2 separate regions of the Hordeum vulgare genome follow, and region 2 is linked to region 1. A link is a contact called in public Hi-C data. All regions are on one chromosome and are shown on one strand. The core of a region is the stretch at or near the end of the contact, and the rest is flanking DNA. Distances in the headings are between cores, read along the strand shown.

Evidence for each region. Hi-C and Micro-C count contacts between places; a contact is called where the count stands out from the background.
Region 2: a Hi-C map of seedling shows a contact between it and region 1, with 2.6 times the contacts expected there. The contact joins the promoter of LOC123430348 here to the promoter of LOC123426861 in region 1. A contact is called at or near these places in 4 of 6 Hi-C or Micro-C datasets (leaf, seedling and an unstated tissue).

What each region holds. Positions count from the first base shown.
Region 1 is chr2H:502,652,649-502,657,680 of MorexV3_pseudomolecules_assembly, forward strand. It overlaps LOC123426861 (polyadenylate-binding protein RBP47-like), which reads left to right and starts at 1,691. Exons shown (of 6, transcript XM_045110759.1): 1 at 1,691-2,138; 2 at 3,179-3,632; 3 at 4,347-4,402; 4 at 4,491-4,621; 5 at 4,708-4,804. The coding sequence starts at 1,764.
Region 2 is chr2H:503,062,320-503,067,779 of MorexV3_pseudomolecules_assembly, forward strand. LOC123430348 reads left to right here and starts at 3,251. Exons shown (of 2, transcript XM_045114215.1): 1 at 3,251-3,633; 2 at 3,737-4,379. The coding sequence starts at 3,518. The coding sequence ends at 4,151.

The sequences.
Region 1 (5,032 bases), core at 441-2,940:
GCTATTTGTTCCAAAGAAGACTATAAATAAAAGCTCTAGATATCTCATCAGCATTGAGAGGAAAAGCACCCCTTGAGATACCATCACCGTGATATTACTGTTTTGCCACAACCCGCTACCACTAGCTCCTTAATTTTATTTTGATCTAAATCACACTCTAGACCAACTCTTCTTACAGAGAAGGAACTCCACTCCTTAAAAACCGAATTATCTAAGTTCCCATTCAAATGATATGCTAAAAACAACACATGCTAACTTGAATGCCCATGGCTAAATAAAGTCATTCCATATCATATTTCTAAATATAGACATGTAAGCACCACCGATACTAATGCCACATAATATCACTTCTTAATTATACAACCCCACCGACAACCCCACATGCATGTCCACAAGTTCGGTATCAAGTTAATACTTAAGATACACGTGTACTTTAGAATAACCGGTTGTCATATCCTATTTTGTTTACTTACTAGGTTACATACCATTTTATTTTGCAATAGAATACATATTTATTACTTGGCATATAATTACACTTGGCCAAACATGAGATCCTATGCAACTTAGAATAGTGCAACCTAACATTGGTACCCTAAAGCAAATCACTCGTACATTCATGTTGTGTCGACACTAGACTTTCTTGAGCAAGAACTAGCCGTTTGTTGAAAGAAGCCACTTAACCACAACACGAGACACACAAACCATGAAACGGCGAATTGAAGCGTATAATATCTTATCAAAGCCTCATGCAAAACCTAATAGTTTGCTTGAACAACGATCAAGCGGTTAGATCCTCGAAGACCATAACAACACCATGAACGTTGAAACATTCTATTTTGAGAGGCTTGGCGTAAACCTCAAATGAATCTCCATGATGTGAAGAGAAAAATCATAGTATATGACACACAAGATCATGTCATTAGTGGTTGAACTATCCAAATCTTAATCTTGTGATGGTCATGGTGTGATATAGTGTGCATATGGGTTCTCGAATCAACCACTTACCAAAGGTTCCATAGTGATTGTTTGATTTTGATGAAAGTTCTATTCATTTGTTGTCAACATTTTTACGGTGAGCCCACATACCAATTCAACGAAACTTCTTAATACTAGCTCTCTTCGCACATCTTTATATATCTTTAATTTTGATAGCAAAATGTGTGCTATATGGTACACTAAATTAACTTGAGATTAGAATGGAAGGATTAGTACTTTCTATCTTAAAAAGCTTTGTCCAGCACGACCTCATTCATACCTGCCAATTAACATGAACATTATTATTTTCGTCTCAAAATGTAAGACAAATTTTAGACTAATTTATATTAACAGAATGACATAGTTGTTTCGTTCCTATTCGCCCAAATGTTATCGGAAGACACTCAACCATACACTGATTTATGGCAGTATAATAAATACGAAAAGCATTATATAAAACCAGCAACAACACTCTCGAAAAGAAAAGAAAAACACTCGCCAATCGCACTCCCAAACCACAGGGCCCACACTGTCAGCGCTATAACGGCAGCTACCAACGCGCTCCAAACCTGGGACCTCCCACCGGCCCTACACGTCGCCTCCCTCGCACATTCAATCAACGACCAGCAGAATAACGAACTCCTAGATCCGACGGCCTGAATCCGCCGCCAGCCCGCTATATATCCAGTCACCTCACCCACGGGCACCCTCTCTTTCCGCCCTCCGCAACCTCACGAGACTCCCCCAACCCCAGGCGACCCTCCTCGGCGGCGGCGGCGCGGACGGTGATGCAGATGGCGGCGACCACCACCGAATCACAGGTGGCCGTGCCGCCTCACCAACCCCACGCGCACCCGCATCCGCACCCGCCTCCGCATCACGCGCACCCGCACCACCACATGCCGCAGCCGCGGTGGGTCGTCCTCCCCTACCCGCCGCCGTCCATGGTGGCCGCCCCGCCCCCGCCGCCGCCGCAGTTCGCCAAGCACTACGCGCCGGGGCCGCCGCCTCCGCCCGCCGCGGCCGGGCGACGCACGCCCACGCCACCCGCGGCCGGATCCGGCGGGAACGGCTGCGAGGAGAACAAGACGATCTGGGTCGGCGACCTCCAGTACTGGATGGACGAGAACTACCTCCATAACTGCTTCGGCCCCAGCGGCGAGGTTCGTGTTCTCTCCCGATCCGGACTTGTCCGTACTAGATCTCGCGAATACAGTAAGATTCGCCCCATTCCTTTGTCCTGATTCATGTGTTGTGCCATCAAATTGCCATGAAAGCGTATATTTTGTGCTTACTTGTCACTTGATGCGAATAAAAGGCGATGCTTCTATAATTAGCCGTGAAAAGTTGTTGCTCAAGGCGCCAACTTTAAGGCCATTCAATACAGTACGTACGGAGTGCTCTTCTTTGATTACTGCCATAACTGCAAGCAATTTCTTCTTCCCTCTGGATTGTACGCAATAACGAACAAAATTGCATTATTCTTTGCGATGCTAGCTTCCAAATGTGCCGACTTTGGGGATTTAAACTAGTTTGGTTAGTAGTACTCGTTTGGAGGAAATGGTCTTGACGTGTATAATTTAATAGAAGTTACGAATGAGCTGGGCTCGTTATGCATTTTGGTGATTACGGAATAAGTAAAACACCAGTTGGAGAGGCAAAAGGAAGCCATAATGAAAGCCTTGACCAATTACTACCATCTTTTATTGGGAGGTTTGCTTACTGACGTGGACAGGAAGTGGAAAAGGTGGCAAGTACTTTGTCTGGAAAATGGTAACAAAGAAAGCAAGTTGTATGCGGTCTTGTGTTTGTACAATTTTCCAGGAACTATCCTTCACACACATAAACCATGATGGGTTTATTAAAAGACATAATGAATGTTAACCACTCATGGGTTCATTTTTTTCCTTGTTAAATCACTGCGTATAACTCTTCTCTTGTTCAACTACTGGTTTATTCACCTTTTTCTCTACATCTGCTTCATAGGTGGTAACAAAGAAAGCAAGTTGTATGCGGTCTTGTGTTTGTACAATTTTCCAGGAACTATCCTTCACACACATAAACCATGATGGGTTTATTAAAAGACATAATGAATGTTAACCACTCATGGGTTCATTTTTTTTCCTTATTAAATCATTGCGTATAATTCTTCTCTTGTTCAACTACTGGTTTATTCACCTTTTTCTCTACATCTGCTTCATAGGTGGTAACCATAAAAGTTATCCGCAATAGGCAAACTGGACAATCAGAGGGATATGGTTTTGTAGAGTTCTTTTCCCATGCATCAGCGGATAAAGCTCTTCAGAATTTTACTGGTCATGTGATGCCCAACACTGATCGAGCCTTTAAGTTAAACTGGGCATCCTATAGCATGGGTGAAAAGCGATCAGAAGTTGTCTCTGACCACTCAATTTTTGTTGGTGATTTAGCTGCTGATGTTACCGATGAAATGTTGATGGAGCTTTTTGGTAGCAAGTATCGCTCCGTGAAAGGAGCTAAAGTTATTATTGATGCAAACACTGGCCGTTCTAGGGGCTATGGATTTGTTAGATTTGGAGATGATACTGACAAAGCTCATGCAATGACTGAAATGAACGGTGTTTATTGCTCTACTAGACCTATTCGTATAGGACCTGCAACGCCTAGAAGAACCTCTGGTATGTCCCTTCTTTGCGGTTGTTCTGCAGCCCTAAACTGTACGGCCTTCTTTTTGTTAGTTTATGGATTGTTTTGTATTTTTCATACAAGTCCTTCAACTTTCACTAAATTTGACTCATTTCATGGCCTCATTGTACCCATTACTATCACTATTTGTTTCGGAAAAATCTACTCATATCTTGTATGGCCCTGATGTTGTCCTAGTGTTCTCCCATCTAGCCTTTTGGAACTCATACTGCTTTTAATGAAGAACGGTGATTTCTTCTGTTATTATTGATCATCTATCTGTACTTGTTTTGCCTTTCTAGACTATGTACATGACCTGTAGAAATTAACAGATAGTTCCCTCATCTCGGATTTTGCAACACATCCTGCTTTTAATGAAGAACGGTGATTTTTTCTGTTATTGATCATCCATCTGTACTTGTTTTGCCTTTCTGGACTACGTACATGACCTGTAGAAATTAATAGATAGTATGAAACAAACAAATCCACTTCACCATGATCTACTGACCACTGCGGTGCTAGTGTTCCTTCTGCTGTAGTGGTGCCAGTTCTACTGATTCAATTGCTATTGGTCCTCACATTCTTATATGTAGCATGTTATGTATTCTGCTTCTTTGTTAAGGACAATATGGAAATGGTTATTTTCTCATATGAGATTCGTATAGGTTTAATCCCTTGTTACACAACTTAATGACTATTAACTTCAGGTGATTCTGGTTCCTCAACACCTGGCCATTCAGATGGCGATTCAAATAACAGAACGGTGTGTATACTCTATACTGAGTTTTCCATGTTGTTTATTAACCTTGTAGCTTCATAGTTTCTAATCTGAAATTCTCAACCTGCTTTAGGTATATGTTGGTGGGCTCGACCAAAATGTTAGTGAAGACGAGCTGAGGAAATCATTTGCCAAATATGGTGATGTTGCCTCTGTGAAAATTCCTCTAGGGAAGCAGTGTGGCTTTGTTCAGTATGTCAACAGGCACGTTTCTGAAGCTGTTATGTGTTTTACTGGTTATTTCTATGTAACTTACAAGCTAATACTTCTATTTGTGCCACTGTTTTTAGAACTGACGCAGAAGAAGCACTTCAAGGGTTGAATGGGGCTGTCATTGGAAAGCAGGCAGTTCGCCTTTCGTGGGGCCGCAGCCCATCACATAAACAGGTTGGCCATGTGCTTCATAACTGTTTTCTTTGATCGTTCCTTGCTGTAGTATTAGTGTGGCTTTGCAGCAATAATCTTGTTAAAAATATGATGAACACTATGTTTGAAAACTCTTTAGTTCGGACAAATTTGGTAGTAACCTATAGACGACTGTAAATTTGGATGTGCTATGACAAATCAGCCTTGCAAGATATACTTTTCATATATTATATCATCTTTTCCTATATG
Region 2 (5,460 bases), core at 2,001-4,500, 410 kb after region 1:
GGGACGTCACGAGGCGCCAGGGGGCCACCACGCAACAGGGCGTGCCCTGATGTGAGGTGGCCTCCTCGTGTGGCCACTGGTCTCCTCCTGAAGCTTACAGGTCGTCTTTTTGTCCAGAAAAAATCATCAAAAAGTTTTGGGGCAATTGGACTTCGTTTGGTACTATAAACCTGAAAAATCCAAGACATGGAAAAAACAACAACTCGCACTAGGCACTGGATTAATAGGTTAGTACCCAAAAATAATATTAATTAGTAAATAAATACCCAAAAAGTATCCTAGAATGATAATAACATAGCATGGACAATTAAAAATCATAGATACGTTGGAGACGTATCACAAATCAGAAGCTCGATAATGACATCATTGTGGCATCTCTCTCCACCACGCAGGCGGACCACATCACACGCTAAGCCACTAAAGCAGAGCGTCGTGCCTGCGACGAGTGTTGTGCTGCGCACATGGTGCAATTGCCCCCCCCCCCCACCACCACACACACACAAACAAAAACACGAGATTATCGAACTTTCGTTTGACGATGACGAGAACTGGTCCTACTACAGTTCAGATTAGTGTGCCAGAGTAATCGCTAGCAAGTGCAGTCTTCCTTAACAAATTCAATTATCTTTCATTCAGCTAGTTCAATTAGTGTACGTTCAGTAAGTTCAGTCATCATCAGCTTCAATTATGTCCATTCCAATTTACAATTGAGTTTAATGTATAATGTCTTATCTATGATTTTGTTTTCAAGCATAAATCCAGTTTTAATGTCTGTCATATCCAGGAGGTGTCAAATTGCAAACCGAGTGGCGACAGGGACACGGGAGGGGGAGTAGCAACTGAGAACTACTGGATTTCGTTGGGGCCGCTGTCAGCAGGGACTATTTTGCATAAAAAACAAGTTCAAGGGGGGTCCATGCAAAAAAGCACGCGTGCGACGCTCCACCCCCCCCCCCTCTCAGCCCTATGCTTGAGTGGCATGCCACGCCAGCGGCGGATGCGCGTGCAGTCGACCAGAGTGACCGGATCTGCACCTAAACACAAGTTAATTAGCCAGAAAACTGTATTTTTTAAGTTGTATCACCAAACTGCACATTAGACGTAAGTTTAGTGACTACCAATGATATTACCTCTTTTTTTGCCTAACTCCTTTAATATCAGGATTTTATAGCGGAAAAGGGAGCTGTTGGAGATGCTCTTAGGGCAGGAAGCCTAACACCGTACATCAAACTAGACATTCCAAATGTTTGGGGGCATGTTTGGACGTGTGCGCAGACATCAGTTGTGGACCAGGTTATGAACCTGGTGCACCAATTGTCCGCCCAGGTTCGGCCTCCTTCATTTGACATGCACATGTAGATCAATAGCAAGTGATCATTTGTATAACTAGATACAAACATATGCAGTCACAACCAAAAAGCACCCAAATATCAACAAGTTCTTACATTCCATAGATCAAAAAAAATCGTTGAAACATATCTAACATGTGATCTAGTTTTGACAGTCCCATCCCGATATATTTAATGGTAAAATGGATTTTACATTGCACCGACTGTTTCGGATACAAAACATTTTGTGTTTTCAAAACGGGAAGAAGTTGTGATGACATCAACTTTCGTTAGTGCACGTGGGAAGAAGGTAGGAAAACCCATGTTTATGTCCGATAACTTATGTGTAAACAATATGTGTATCTTATATATTGCATACCCGTTAACTTATGTACTGCATCTTGATAACTTTTGATCCAAAATAAAAATCGTCGAATCATGTCAACATGAGATTTATTTTCGGAGATGTGGTAGCGGCAAATTTAGTTGATGAAAACGGAGTTTTGAGCTAGAAGACATTTTAAAACATCAAAGTAGGGACATGACAATCTAGGACAACATCAACTTTTATCATCTAATACGTGCATGCATCTGCATGTGGAGATGAGTGGTGTTCATATGAATCTCCAAATTCGAAATGTTCCCATACAATCACAGTCCTCTAATCTTATTTGGGATCGTGCCTCCTACACGCTTTCAAAAGGGATCCCTCCGTAAGTAGACTTGGACCAGGCGTGGTTGCACTAGACTAGATCCATATCATGAGCTCACTCACCTCCCGACGCGGGATCAGAATCAGATTAAGTCATCAAGCCATGAACCAGTTCACACCGCCTGTCTCGATCGACAACGATAAGACGACGCCGACGTGGGTGGTGGTACTAACAAAGATAGCCATCGATGTCTAACGTCCCGTCCCTTAATGCCCAAGGAAGACCCGAACGAGTAAGAGTAACCAAGTCCAGGTCTTCAAGTCAGTCTCCCCTTTATATTTTTTGTCATTTCTTGTACGGCACATCAGAGGAGCACGCGCATGCAGGAAACTCAAACTTGTTTAGCGCAGGGAATCGTTGAGGACACGGACGGATTCCATACGTTTTCGAGCCCCGTCAGTTGCTTTCGCTTTGCCTCTTTCACGGATTTTTATTCCTATGCGTTTTATTTATACGGTAGCACAGAAGATTGAGTGGATGGATGGATGAAGATGGTTATCCTGCAATTCTGCCTCGGTGCCCAAAAAGCGATGTGCTGAACCTCACACCGATTTCTACTAATGGTAATCGGAGCGGTGCTTCTTCTCTCTCTAAAAGTTTTAGAGGAAGAAGCTGATCGAAGAAGCTGATCGTGCGTGCCAGCTTTGTTTTTATGCGCACTCGTCCCAGAAAGAATCGGTATCGGTACCTAGGTAGGCAGGGGTTTTATATTCCGGCTGGCGGGCGGGCGGATTTTATTCGGGGAACAAAATATCCTGCATCCATCGTGTCATCCTATCTGATCGAAATGCAAGCCGAGAAATTCCGCACCGATGGATCGCTGCTTCCACGTATAGTGCTCCCAACTGATTAAGGTGCTCTGGGTTTTTTTATTTTCTCGCTGCTGCGGCCGGAGATGTTGATCCGGCATGATGATGCAGTGCAATGGACGAGACCAATGAGCCGTCCTTGTCCCTAGCACCGAATCGTCAATGTCGCTGGTTGTGTCCAACCAGCCGAGGTGGCCGCCATCGGGATCACACGGCAGGACAGATATAAGATGACGGGCGCATGGGCCCCCTCCCCTCATCAGAAAAACGAAAATAAACCAAAGCTTAACTGCAAGTCTTGTCCTCAGTCCACGGTAGCCATTCACATTCATCGCTCCCTCCCTCCCTCCCTCCCTCCCTCTCTTTCTTGGGCCTATATAAATAGGAAGGAGGCCACCTCTTCTCCCTCCCTCTCCTACCCTACCCTACCCCGGCCGTACCTCACGAAAGCTGCCCCTGCAACCATAAACGCCACACCCAGAGAGAAGATGTGAGCGCGTTAATGCCTAGGCTCGTACGCTACGACTACGAGCATCTCCATATCCACTGGTAGATATAAAGCACACCGCGGAGGCCGACCGTCTCACTTCATCCCACTCCCTCCCATCCACCTGCAGCTAGCTAAGCTAGCACCGGCCGCGCGCGCTGCGGATCATAATAAGCTTCCATGGAGCCGCCACCTTCTCCGCTGGGCGCCGGCGCCGTCTGCTGCATGTGCGGCGACCGCGGCCTGCCGCACGAGCTGCTCCGCTGCAAGCTCTGCCGCGTCCGCCTGCAGCACAGGTACGTACGTGCCTTGCGCGCGCGCTCGATCCAGTTTTTTCCCTACTATCGATCGACCTGATTCTGATCTGGGCGTGTGTTTGTCATGCATGTGTATGTGTAGATACTGCAGCGAGCTGTACCCGAGGGCCACGGCGTACAGGAGGTGCAACTGGTGCCTGAGGGAGCCCGCAGAAGCCCACGCCCAACCCCACGCTCAACCGGTGGCTAGCAAGAAGGCGGAGAAGCGGAGGATGGTGGCGTCGACGGAGACGTCGACCTCCGACGAGGAGGAGCGGCGGCACCACAACGAGGCCGGATGCGCCACTGCAACGAGGTCGAGGAGATCGCCCGCGGAGGTCGGTAAGCCGGTCAAGAAGCCCAAGGTCGACGAGAGGCCGCCGCTGCCGCCGTCGCCAGGCGCGGGAGCGAAGGGGAACAGCGGCGACAAGAAGCCGATGCAGGCCGGGAAGCTGGCGCGGCCGGGTAGGGTCAAGGTGAGGAGGTACAAGCTCCTGGCAGAGGTGATTAGCTGCTAGCCAGGATCATAGAATCAAAAGGGGAAGTAGCCAAATAACTAGCTAGGCACCGTCGACATTGGTGTCGATCTAGCATGTAAATATCGTTTGCCCGTCTTGTACGGGGTTTTCCTCTCTTTTTGGGGAGAGAGTCTACTACCGTGCTAGTGCTGTACAAATCTTAAGCCTTGTCGGTTTTAATTATATATCAAGTTGACGTGCATATATAGAAGGGACGGTTTGACTTTACGTCGGGACGGCGGCCCAGATGAGCCGGTACAACTGTTGCATATGGTTGCTTTGTGAAGCATAGATTGGAGGTGGCAGTGAGCGGTGTTATGTCGGGCGACGGCCTCAAGATGAGTTGGTGCAACATTCATGTTTTGCGAACGGTTACCCTGTGTCATATAGGTTGTAGGTGATTAGGCCGTGCGGCGTTGTAACTCAAGTGTGAGTGGTGGTATTTGGGGAGGCGGTCCTTGAAGGTGAGGTCGGTAAACCCGTCAAGAAGCCCAAGGTCGACGAGAAGCCACCATTGCCCTTGCCGCTCGGGATGGCAAAAAAAAGGGGAACAACAGGGATAAGAAGCCGATGTAGGCTAGAAAGTTGGCGCGGCCGGGTAGGGTCAAGGTGAGGAGGTACAAGCTCCTCTTAAAGGTGAGAATAAAAGGTGAATTAGCCAGCCACCATTAACATTGGTGCCGATGAATGTATATATCGTTTACTTGTCATATGCTCCCTTCGTTCGGAATTATTTATCGTTCAAATAAATAAAAATAGATGTATCTATAACTAAAATACGGTTAGTTACATCTATTTCTTTGTCGAGCATTTCTACAAAGGCAGTACATGTTTCCCCTCCTCTTTTCCTTTTTAGAGAGTCCAGTAGGTGCGAGTGGTGTACAAATAATAGAGTTTCTATGTACTTTTTCTCTTTTATACAACATGGGTATGTGTGATAATATTGTTAGCGAGCTTGTCGTCTTAGCGTTTTAGAGAGTGAAAGAGATCTGATTTTATCTCGAGACGGCAACATATCACCATATTCTACGAACGGTTGCCCCATGTAGCATACATTATAGGTGGTAGCGGATGGTGGGATGCCAATGGCGAACCTGAAAGGTGGTATTGGTGCACCATGCCTAGGGGCAGCGGAGCGGAAGGGTGGTGGCCTTGAGAGTTTAACAACGTCGTGGTTGTGTGGACGACGAGGTAGCGCGTAGTGCTGGTCATCGGTGTATCGAGCATCACATTACATACAAATTGTGTCTAGCTTGTGGAGTGCATGCGCCTTCATTGCCGTGAGAGCATCGCGAGTTTGCTCCTTCAG